2 separate regions of the Gossypium hirsutum genome follow, and region 2 is linked to region 1. The links are chromatin contacts, called in public Hi-C maps. All regions are on one chromosome and are shown on one strand. Each heading gives the region's core, a stretch centred on a gene start, on an enhancer-like site or on the middle of the called end of the contact. The rest is flanking DNA. Distances are from core to core; before and after follow the strand shown.

Region 1 (5,688 bases), core at 2,582-5,081:
AATATTTTATCATGTGCCATTAAATATTAATATAAATAAAGACAATAATATAACTTTTGGCCCCTGAACTTAACAACTAGGTCCACTTTGGTATTTTCATTTACATTTGGTACTTGAACTTAAAAACTAAATTCATTTTGGTCCTTTAACTTGAAAAATATAAAAGTTTGATCACATGGCACTTTAAGATCTTAAAATTATATAAATTTTCAAGTGATGATATAATACAATCTTAAATTGTTTGTCATATACATTGTTCTATTAATTGAACCAATGGTTGAACCGATCAGACAATTGATTCTCGAACCAATCGTTTAGGTCAATTTAATTAAAAAATCATAAAAATTAAATAAAAATAATTTTTTTCATTAGATTAGTTCAAACTGTTCAAATACTAATTTTTATTCGAGTTTTCAATTTTTACCGATTTCAAGCAGTTTTCAATTCAATCTTTTTATTTGGGCATACTAATAAATTCTCGATCTAATTACTCTAACCTATCATTTTAATCATGTTCGGAAGCAAAATAAATCTAATTATTAAATTTATATATCTAAATAAATAAATAAATAAATATAAATACCGAAAATTATATTATCCCATAAATAAAAAAAAAACCTCCCATCAATATACCGGAATTTGTCCATTGGCTCTGTAAAAACATTTGACGTGTGAAATAAATGAGATTGTAATAACCTTGAAAAGTACTACCTAAGCCTAATGATTGATGGCTCACCTCATTTGACCCTCCAAAATAATTCTAAGTTGACCCTATTTGCACTATTAGTCACTCTGGGATTTTGATTTTTCTCATTTTAGTGTCAAAATTGTTTACGTATTTAAAGTTAAAATATGCTATTAGTCCCTATTCTTATCTAAAATTTGAATTTTAGTCTCTTTACTCCTCTTATTTTTAAAATTTAAAACCTTTAGTAAAATCATTATTATTGTTTTTAATTTCTATCAAAATTTATCAACTTAATATGTTTATTTTTTGCCAATCATAAGTAACATCATATGAGAGCATTCTAATCAGCATGCCAAGTTGACACATTTTTACAGAAAATACTAACAATGATTGAGATTTATAAAATTAGAAAAGTAAGAGAACTTAATTTTTAACTTTTTAAATATAGGGATTAAATTTTAAAATAAAGTGACTAACAGCATATTTTAACCTCGAATATCAAAATCTGACTCCACCTTTACGGCTTAACAAAAAGAAAAATCAAAGTATTCTACGATCTCATCTAATTTAAGAAGTCAAAATATTTTTAAATATTAATTAAGGATATATTATGATTATTAAAATGCAGCATGAAAACAGATAAATATATACTGGCAAAAGAAGGGTTAAGGTACTTTGGGAAGTCCCTATATAGGAATTGTATCAAATTAGTCCCTTTATCATTAAATGAATCGATTTAATCCCTATACTATTAAAAAAAATAAGCCCAAATCTTAACATTTACTGTATAAAATATTTCATTTACAAAACTATAAAAACTTCAAATATATTAATTTTATTAAATTGTATGACATTTTTTATTTAGTAAATGCTAACTCCATTCCAATTTAGTGCTATTTTATTCTTTTTAATGGTACAAGGATTAACGAAATCTATTTAATAATAGAGGTACTAATTTGATCAAATCCTTATAATAGAGAGACCTTTCGAGTACATTCACCACAAAAAAGTTAATAGTCCCATCAAACAATAATTCATAGTTTAAGCATATGAAACATTATAGTATAATAATTAGCCCATCATATGTAATTTAACCATTGACTGAAACCATCCTATGGCTCTGACTTTCTTAAACTAAGTGTTCAATATTCACATAAACTACTTGCATCCAAATTGTAGAAATAATGGAAGGCAAATAGGGAAAATATCCAAATTGTAGGCCAATTTACTATATCAACTTGTACAAACAATGGAAGGCAAATAGGGATAATGTCCAAATTGTAGGCCAAGGATTGGGACCATTTTACTACATCAAGCAATCAAAGTTGAATTAAAAAAGTTATAATGATTTTTTTGGCCCTTCAACTTTACAAAAATAAATTATTTTAGTTTTTTATTTAATTTTTCGTCTTTATTAGTCTTTAAATTTGTATTGTTTATCAAATTATCCTAAAATGAATGAAAAAATTGACGTTTGTTAACTTTGTTGTATGTTAACAATTAATTGATTTTTAAGAATTAAAAAAATATTTTTATATTTTTATGGTTTTAATAATTTTTAATTTTTAAAATTTTAAAAAATTAATTAATTATGGATATATGCCATATCAGTAAAAATTAAGGTAAAAATTAACATAACTTTTCCATATATTTTTGGGTGATTTTTTTTTTGTAAAATTAGAGGGACTAAAAAGTATTTATGCAAATTAAAAAAAAAAGAATATCTATGGATTTGAAACAGAAATTCCCTTTTCTAAATTGATAATTATAAAATTTTTGAGGAAATGAAAGCAACATATTCAAAAAGCTTTAAAAAATAGATTTTTTTAAAAAAATCTAAAACCAGTTGATTTGGTCCAAGAAAATAGGCAATCCAAATGATAAATAATTAAAAAATAATAATTATAGTTATCATTTGTTTGTTTGCTGAGAAAATATTTCTTTCAATCAAAAACTGGTAGAAACAACAAGATAAAGTAAATGCTGGATAAAGGATATAACATTGTCTTTAAACATTTATTTATTTTCCCAGCAACCAAACAGAGAAGTAGCAAGAGAAAACAAAAACAAAGTCGCACAATGAACTCCTTTGAAATATTCCAATAGTTTCTTCTATTCATGTATCCCATATTTTCTCATCAACCAAACAATACTTAAGATGAATTATAATTGTTTTCTTTCACTAGAATTTTCCTAGCAACCAAACAGAGTTATGTAACCATGTATCATCTATGAACAAACAAACTAAACCATCACTATCCAAAAAAATACAAAGCTTTGCATCGTAGTGTGACATTTTTAATAAAGATTTGTGCTACAAATTCAGTAAAACTTTAAATTTTGCAGCAAAAATTGTTAAGTTATATCCAGAACAATAGCATTCTTTTTTAAAACAAAACGAAAAATTTGGAACCCCAGAAACTTGAAACTTAAAGAGAAGAATGAAGGTATATTTTCTTCACATGCTCTGTTTTTTTCCTTTGAAATCTTAGGAACCAAACAGAGTAATACTAACTTAAACACTCACTTCAAAAGAGAAAAAAAAACAACAACAACAAAAGCAAAAAAACAAAATAAAGAATAAATTATAGAGAGAGTATGCATACCTTCACTATCAGGCAAAACTTGAGCATTTGACCCAAACTCCGTGAAGCAATTCAAAGCCAAAAAACCCAGAAAAAGAACAGAGACCATCTTAAATAGGGAGAAAACAAACCCCATTTTTCTCTTCTTCCACACCCCAAATTTTCTCTTCTTCTAAAAACCAAAAGAAAAAAACTCAAATGTATCTTTGATTTTGTTTGAACAGTGTTGATTTCTTTCTGAGGAATCGAAGTGGAGTAGTTGTTATGGTTATAAAGTTATGATATAATAGACGTCGTTTTTATTGACAGAATAGCAAACGTAAGGAAAGGAATTAATGTGTGATTTTTTTGTGTGAAGATTTTTGTCTTTGGTTTCTGGTTTTTCTTTTTTAATGTAAAAGAAAAGAAAATGACGCAGGAATGAGTGAGAAATATATGAGTTGAGGAATCAAATGGAGACAGGGGAGGAGCCGCCGTTTAAGGCTTTCTACAGCAGCGGGCGCTGCCACACGCTTTGACTTTGGTGGCGGTTGCCGGCATTTATTACTTAGAAGAGTCAAAATCAATATTATACAGTACCTACAATATCTATATATAAACCGGGCTTCTTTTTCCCGAAATAATTATTATTCCAAAAAAATTATGTAAATAATATAAAGTGTGCATAAAAATCCCAAATGGAGAGGACGACTGTTGATTTGGGGTTGAAGCAGTGACAGTGATTATGTCCTAAACAGATAAGGAATCTTCGAAACCCCAAATCGGTAATCAATATTGGGGTTCTCAGGTGTAGTAAACAATCTTTGCTGGTAAATCCACAGCTATCATGTGGATTTAGGGTGAGTTTGAATGAGCGGTGCGGTTACCTGCGGTTAGTGTAAAAACAGCAGTGGCAGTGAGATTAAATACTGTAGTAATACTGTAGCGTGAGACAAAAAGTAAGCTAAACGCACCGCACCGCTCCTCCAAACCCACCCTTAGGCTTTCGAGGTAATCTTCTACCGTTTGACATGATTTGAGGTCCAGAATCTCAAACCTATCGTAAATAGAAATATTTAAAAATCGCCAACTTTATTTAAAAATCTCCAACTTTTTAAGAAGCCAATTCTTGTTAAGCTTCCAAGTGGGAAAAAAAAACAGTTAATCAAGAGAAGAAGAAAAAAACAATGAGTTAATAGAGTTGGCAAATTTCTTAAAAGATAGTTCTACTTAGAGAAGATGAGTTAAAGTTTTCAAGTATCGAAAACCAACCAACAAATATTTGGTAATAATAAAATTTTAGTCATAGATTTAATTTTTTTTCCAACAAAAAGAAAATTAGTTACCTAAAATATATGATATATGTCTTGGAAACAAAAGTCATGGTAGGTGTCGTCTCCCCTACTACGACCAATCATCAATGGGTATACTCCCCACATGATAAGTGAAAAAGTATGCATCCTCGGTTGTTATCGTTCCAACAACGCAACAATTAACTCTGGGCAAATTGTGCAGGGCCTCATGTTTAAGACATTTTCGAATCCAACAACATCCAAATATTCATGAATTTGGTCATGTCCCAATTATGGGGATACCAACAACTAACTGCCAATTTATTTAGTCAATAATTCAATGCAAATTATAAATTTGTTTTTAAAATCTTATAACTATTAAATTAAATTTATCCGAATTTTCCATATCATCAAACACGTGAGGCAATCATATCAATGCCATAACCTAAACTTTAGAAATAAATGTTTCAAACCCTAAACACACACTTATATCATAATACCAAATTCAATAAAAAAAATACTACATACAATAATTACATAAATATTTAGAAATCAAAATTACTTAAATTTACAAATTTTCTATATCACAATTATTTACTTAACATGAAACCTAAACTAATATTTCTATAATTTTAAAAAAAATGAAAATTTATATGCTAATAAAATTTGTTTGTAGAATATTATCTAATGTTTACTACATGTACATATAACAATATTTATTTCAATCAAACAAATAATAACATAATTTCTACATTATTCACTAATTATTATAATACTTATAATAATCGCATTTATTAATAACATGCCATTTATTTTTCAAATAACAATAAACATATAATTTAATAAAAATAAATTATATTAGTTGGAGAAGCACTTATCTTATCGATTCAATTTATTTCAAACCAAATATGTCAACTACTAAATTATATTTAAAATAAATTATAATTATAAAAAACCATTTATTTTTGGATTGTAAAAGGAAAAAATGATTTTTTATGTGGTTTTAGGGTTTTAAAAGTGATTTAGGTTTAGGGTTTTGAGTATTGAGGAGTAATTTTGATTTTTTTTTTATTGGAAATGACCAGCCAAATAGGTTGCCGATTTGGGAGTGGGGTTGAGGGAATTTGAGAGTGAAGAAAAGGAT
Region 2 (6,020 bases), core at 2,868-5,367, 73 kb after region 1:
TGATTTTTGTTATCTATCTATCTTTTTTTTTTTCAATCTCTTAGCAAATTTGCCAGGAACCCTACCCCTGCCCTAAATTCCTCAAGAGTTGCGCGATTTTGAAGAACGATGATGAGAAAGTTTGGTCAAGGACCAACGGTAGGGTCGATGTTAAAGATGTCAGCAGTACAGTTGCAGGTTTGAGACAAAAATTGAGTTTGTACGTACAATTTTCAGCTCTGGTGAAGCGAGGATCGAAGCCCGACAAAGAGGAAGAGGAGAAGCAGGATTATTACGTGAATATGGGTTACGCTATTTGGACCTTGAGAGAGGAGTTCCCAGACATCTTCTACAGAGAGCTCATTTTTTATATTTACAGGTTCGGATTCGATTTTCCTGCATTTGATTTCTTTGAAATCGAGTAAATAATTGAGAATTCTGTAAAATAAATTTGATTTTTCAAAGTTTTCCTTGTTCATCTGCTGCTTTTGGATTCTCATCATTAAATTCAAAAAAAAAAAAGAAAGAAAGAGAGAAAGATGATGACATTTGTTTGAATAACGAGTACTAATTCATTCCAAGCTTATGTTTTTTATGTAATTAGATGTTTTTGAATGTTGGTCTTTTGTTTGAATGTTGATTGTTTCTGTGTGTGTATAAGGAAGAAAGTATTGGCTCTTAGCTTAGAACATAGAGAACTCTGTTAATAGTATCCATGTTTGATTGATTTTACAAATTGATGGATGGCAAAGATCATTTTGTTAAGGGCAAGGTGTGCACTCTACGCGTTCGAACCCTTGTATTGACTAAGGCACGAAGCGCTAAAGAAAAACACTTTTGCTCGAGTGAAATAAGGTGTAACAAGTATTGTGTGTGCATTTTTGTATATCTATTAGTCTTGATGAGTATATGCTTGTGTATATAATAAGCTTAAGATTTATACTTAAGATAATAAACTCTGAAAGTTGGTCGAATTTGTTTAGTGAACAAGCTAAATTTTCTTTTAATTTTGTTGGCCTGTGTGCATGATTTCTTTTGGTCTTGTGCCTATCGCCGTATACTCAAATATTAAGAAGGATCCCTTTTCAAAATGGTTTTTCCTTTTTGTGTGTGTGTTGCCTTACAAAAATGCATGCCTAGGGGTGCCGAGCTTGTGCCTACTGAATGCGCCTAGCCTGAAGGGGTTTCAGGTGCTTTTGTTTTTTATGCTAAGGCGCAATGCCTAGGTGCTTGTCTTAACAATACTGGATAAAGTTACGCCGAATGTACATAAATAGCATATGTCACTAGGTTGATGCATGCTGCTGCCGTCCTCGTGTAAATAGATTATGGGTTTTTCTATGTGACACCTATGAGATTCACTTTTGCCTTTCCAAACTGCAGTGATCAATCTGCACAGACTCAAAATTATAATGGTTTTATGTAGATGACATGTTTTTGGTACTGATTAATGTACGCAACGACTTCAATCATCATTCCAAGTGAATTTTAAACAAAAACTATCAGAAAATTGGGAGTTAATATCATTTGAGGCAATCTTTCTCTATAAACAAGGATCATGGTTATCATAGCCTTCTTTAATATGCAGTTTTCTTTATTACTTCATAATTTATTTCTGCAGTTGAGAAGATATTTGATGAGCTGACGCAGATGAAAGCCATATTTGACAGAGTGATTATGCAAAGAAACACCGCTGCTGCCAAATACATCTCTTTGAAATGAAATACTCATAGAGGGAATGATTTCAATGCTTTGAACGGTACAAAACTCAGATTCCTAATGTAACTATCATTGATACTCCATGCATTTTGAAAGGTGGCTTCATAGGAGATGAAGACTTCACCAGAAAGTTGGAATCAAGAATATGGTTGTACACAACATCGATGAGAAACTTTTTCTTCTTTATTTTTTTAATGTAGGAAGCATCAAATAATTGATTGCTCATCATCTTCTCACTAATGGAGCCATAAGAGAAATTCAATTGGATTTTAGGGTCAGCAAATTGAACGTTAATAAATGTACAGATGAAGAAACTGGATTGAGGTTCTCCTTTCATTTTTATGTCCCTCTTCCTTATCTAATTTCAACTCTCTGTTGTTGGTTGTTTTAACTCTGTTTCTATGCACTCTTTTTCCTTCTTTTTTCAACCATTAAAAGAAAATGGCAGGAGGTTTAGGAACATAAAGGAACAAAATTTTGGTACCTACTGAAGATCGAAACAAAGATGAAATATGTTTAAGAAGATAATAGAAAAGAAGAGATTGATTTAATGGATTTTCTTATACATTCTTCTTAGGAATTAAGATTCTAATTAGGACTTTTATGGTCAGTTGTCATAATTTCCATCAAACATTGCTTTATGGAGTTTATTCATTTTTCTTGCAAGATTCATGTTCTAACACTTATGTTGAACCATGTATTTGAAGAGTTTATCCCATGCACGAGTCTGTACATATTAATATTATATATATATATATATGACATGAGTACTTTAATAAAATTAAGGGTTTTATATATATTGGTTTCTAGTATTAATTTCTATAATTATTAAATCCTTGTTTTTTATTATTTTATAACACAATTAGAAATAATTTATTTGATTTTGGTTATTTTCAATTTATAACGGTTAATATTCGAGCTTAATAATTGAGTATTATTATATATTTAATTTGATTTATTTATTTATAAATAAATCATTGCAATATATGTAAAAACAATTTAAAATATAAATTTGTTAATATACGTAAAAACAGCTTTTTCGGAAAATATTTTTAAGAATTCTGCCAAACAACAAAAAATATTTTAACAGACTCATCCAAACACCAGAAAAGTAAATCATTTTTAGAAAAGTAAATCATTTTCCAGAAATTATTTTTCGGAAAACATTTTACTGGCAAACAAACAGAGCCTAAATTAAATTGTTTTCACAATTTTACAGGAATTGAATTAGATTTTGCTTAAATTTTGAAGGAGTTAGACTTTATTTAAATTGGTCCACTGAATTTAAATTAACTCTAACTCAAATTCATTTAAAAAATAGAAAATTAGAAAACTTTGTTTATAAAGAAAGGCTTAAAGATATAAAAAGCTTTTTAAACTTAAAAAAAATAATTAAGTCTCTTTTTTTTGCATTTAATTGAGCATTTAAACTTTCAAAATGCATAAAAGAAAAAAGCTCTCAAACTTCTTCCAAAAAAGCAATTAAACTCCCTCTTTTTTTACTCAATTAGGTATTTGAACTTTCAAAATGCATCAAAAAGACCCTCAAAATTTTTCAAAAATGCAATTAAACCCATGCTCTAATTAAAAATTATAAACAATAAATTTTAAAAATTTTATTAAAATTTAATAAAAATTATAATTTTTTATAAAAATCGTAAAAAATAAAAAAATGTAAAATTTTATAAAAATCATAAAAAATTAACAACCCCTAGTATTTCTTAATTAAAGACATCACGTGTTACAACACAACGCGACATGCGGTGAAAAATAATAAAAAAATAAAAATCAATAAAAGTTATAGAAAAATTATAAAATGCTTCTTTGGGTACAATAATTTTTTATAATTTTTTTACAAAATTTATATTTCTTTACATTTTGTATAATTTTCTTACGACTTCATAAAATTTTATAATTTTTTAAATTTCTACATTTTTATATTTTTTTCTAATTTTTAATAAAAGTAATGGCTTAATTGCTTTTTTTTTTTAAAAAAACTTGAAGATCTTTTTTATGTATTTTGAAAATTCAAGTACTCAATTGAATGCAAAAAAAAATTAGAGGCTTAATTACTTTTTTTGAAAAGATTCGAAGGCTTTTTTAATGTATTTTAAAATTTTAAGTACTTAAATGAGTAAAAAAAAACTGGAACATCGTTACCTTTTTTAAAAAAAATTTGAGATTTTTTTGCACCCTTAAACAATAAAAAAATCATTTTTATTTTTATAATTTATGTTTTCATTTTTAAACACAAAAATATTTCAGGTTTTGGGATTTGTTTTAAAAATCAATAAAATCTAAGTTCAAATCAAGTCAAGTTGAAGGTCCAAATTTGGGTCCATGGCTAAGTTGAGTTTAAGTGAAAGTCCAAGTGTAGGTCAAGCTTGATTGGTCCAAAGCCCTAGAGACCCATCTTTTATGAGAGTTCAGGTTAGGGTTTTGAAGCCCTAGAAGCTGGTCCCGCACATGCCAGATGAGAAGGTCAAAGCTTTTGAATAAAACAAAGAAAAGGGAAATGTTTTGATTTTTTTATTCAAGAGTAACTGATTTGAAAGGAAAAAAAAATCGGTTTTAAGAGAAAGAAGAAGAGATTTTGAATAAAAAGAAAAAAAAAAAAGAAAGATATTTTTTTGTAATAGCCACCGTGCACCGCCGCTGGAAATTAGAGAACGTTAGGTTCCCGCCGCCGGAGAAAGAAGAAGAAGCTAGAGGAAAAAAATCCGTCGGTGGATTTTTTTTGCCTTGATTTTTAAGGGTTTCCCTGTTTTCTAATTACATCTTTAGTCTCTGCATGTTTTAATTTCATTCGAATTTTGAAATTCTCAAAAAGTTATGATGGAGTCACTTTTCGGACCAAATTATAAACTTTTAAAAGTACAAGAACATAAAGTGAAAATTCCCTAGTAATGAAGAGCTGAGTTAAATAGCAGTGATAAAGTGTCATAGGATCAGAAAAGTGAGTAAGCTCGAAGAAAAGGGAGTTTTGAACTAAATTTTAAGGAGTAAATCATAAAATTTTCAAATTCTCGAGAAAGATTTTAAATGCAAATTTATGCACGAATTATCAAATAGTAATTATAAGTACAACTATGGGGATTTTGGAGGTATTAGGTGTCATGAATGGAGTAAAAAAGGAAGTTAAAATACATTTTAATCATTTTATTTAAAAGTTATATTAAAATTATGTTTGGAAATATTAAATTACTAGGAATAATTTGAAGTCATTAGATTAGATTCTTATATGGTGGTTAAAAGTGAATCATACAGACCTTAACTTACACCAAGCGTAAGGGGTTTTAAAAGAAAAGAAAAGAGAAATGTGAGAACCCCATTATAGGAGAAATTAAAAGAGACTTTTCTCAATTGTTCTTCCTTTCAATCCAAAATTTTTACCGAAGTTTGACCTATACCTTTTACTTTCCCACCAAAAACAAGTAGAAAATCTTCATCCACCAAAGTCAAGCTAATATAATCCTTAAGTACTTACTAAACTCTCCAAGCATATTGAATTAGTTGTTTAAACACATAAATAAAATCTTTCCAAGAGGATTGAGTTTGCAACTTGGACGCATCACATCACCACTCAATGACTAAAGAAGGTTTAACCTATGGCAATGTTCCATGATGTGTCATTGGAATGGCAAGTTCATAAGGGCTTGAACCTATTAGAGATTTGTACAAAGTGTTTATAATTTAATGTGAAGGATTTATTCAAATTTATTATTTGTAATGGCTCTCAATTACTTTGAGTTCATTTTTGGAATGAATGTGAATCTTATATGTCATTTGAATGTGGTTTGAAATGTTTTTCAGCTTAATAATACATTTTGATGTTTCAATTTTTTTTAAAGTGCTTTGAGTTGCTCTGCTACAATGTTGCAACCTCATCCCTTGCAACATCACAACATTGAGCATATAGAGAGCAATGTTACAACATCATCCCTCTCAATGTTGCAACATTGGGAATGCAAAGAGTGATGTCACAACATCATGTAATACAACGTTGCAATATTATATAATGTCACAAGATCATGCACCACATTATCCCATATTGCATTGTTTTGACTTGTTTTGACTTTTGGTGGGTTAGAATTGACCCCAAACACCTCCAATCACCCTCAAAATGTTTCTAAAAGATTTTAAAATGGTTCGTAAGCTTCAAACTAATTTTATCTAAATTTTATGATTTTATTAAATTGTCTTCAAGTTTGATTTCATAAATGGTTTTGAGACTTTCACTGTGAAATGTACTTGAGACTAATTGTCCCGATTAGTATTTGATGGCTTAAAAACGATTTCAATTTATCTCTAAATCTTCTAAA

What was found. Hi-C and Micro-C count contacts between places; a contact is called where the count stands out from the background.
Region 2: a contact with region 1 is called in a Hi-C map of leaf, with 2.8 times the contacts expected there. The contact joins the enhancer-like site here to the promoter of LOC121227947 in region 1. A contact is called at or near these places in 8 of 34 Hi-C or Micro-C datasets (callus, hypocotyl and leaf).

Annotation. Positions count from the first base shown.
Region 1 is chrA04:11,516,377-11,522,064 of Gossypium_hirsutum_v2.1, forward strand. It overlaps LOC121227947 (probable LRR receptor-like serine/threonine-protein kinase At1g53440), which reads right to left and starts at 3,832. Exons shown (of 24, transcript XM_041110919.1): 1 at 3,295-3,832. The coding sequence starts at 3,409.
Region 2 is chrA04:11,589,379-11,595,398 of Gossypium_hirsutum_v2.1, forward strand. LOC121227948 (a long non-coding RNA gene) reads left to right here. Exons shown (of 2, transcript XR_005925470.1): 1 at 1-358; 2 at 1,601-2,089. Among protein-coding and RNA genes, the nearest start is that of LOC121227948, 3.3 kb to the left of the region's middle. Within about 2 kb of position 4,118, at least 8 of the 9 cell types and tissues checked have an H3K27ac peak or open chromatin away from gene starts, as enhancers often do. A contact at or near this core is called in hypocotyl and leaf, where this site is marked.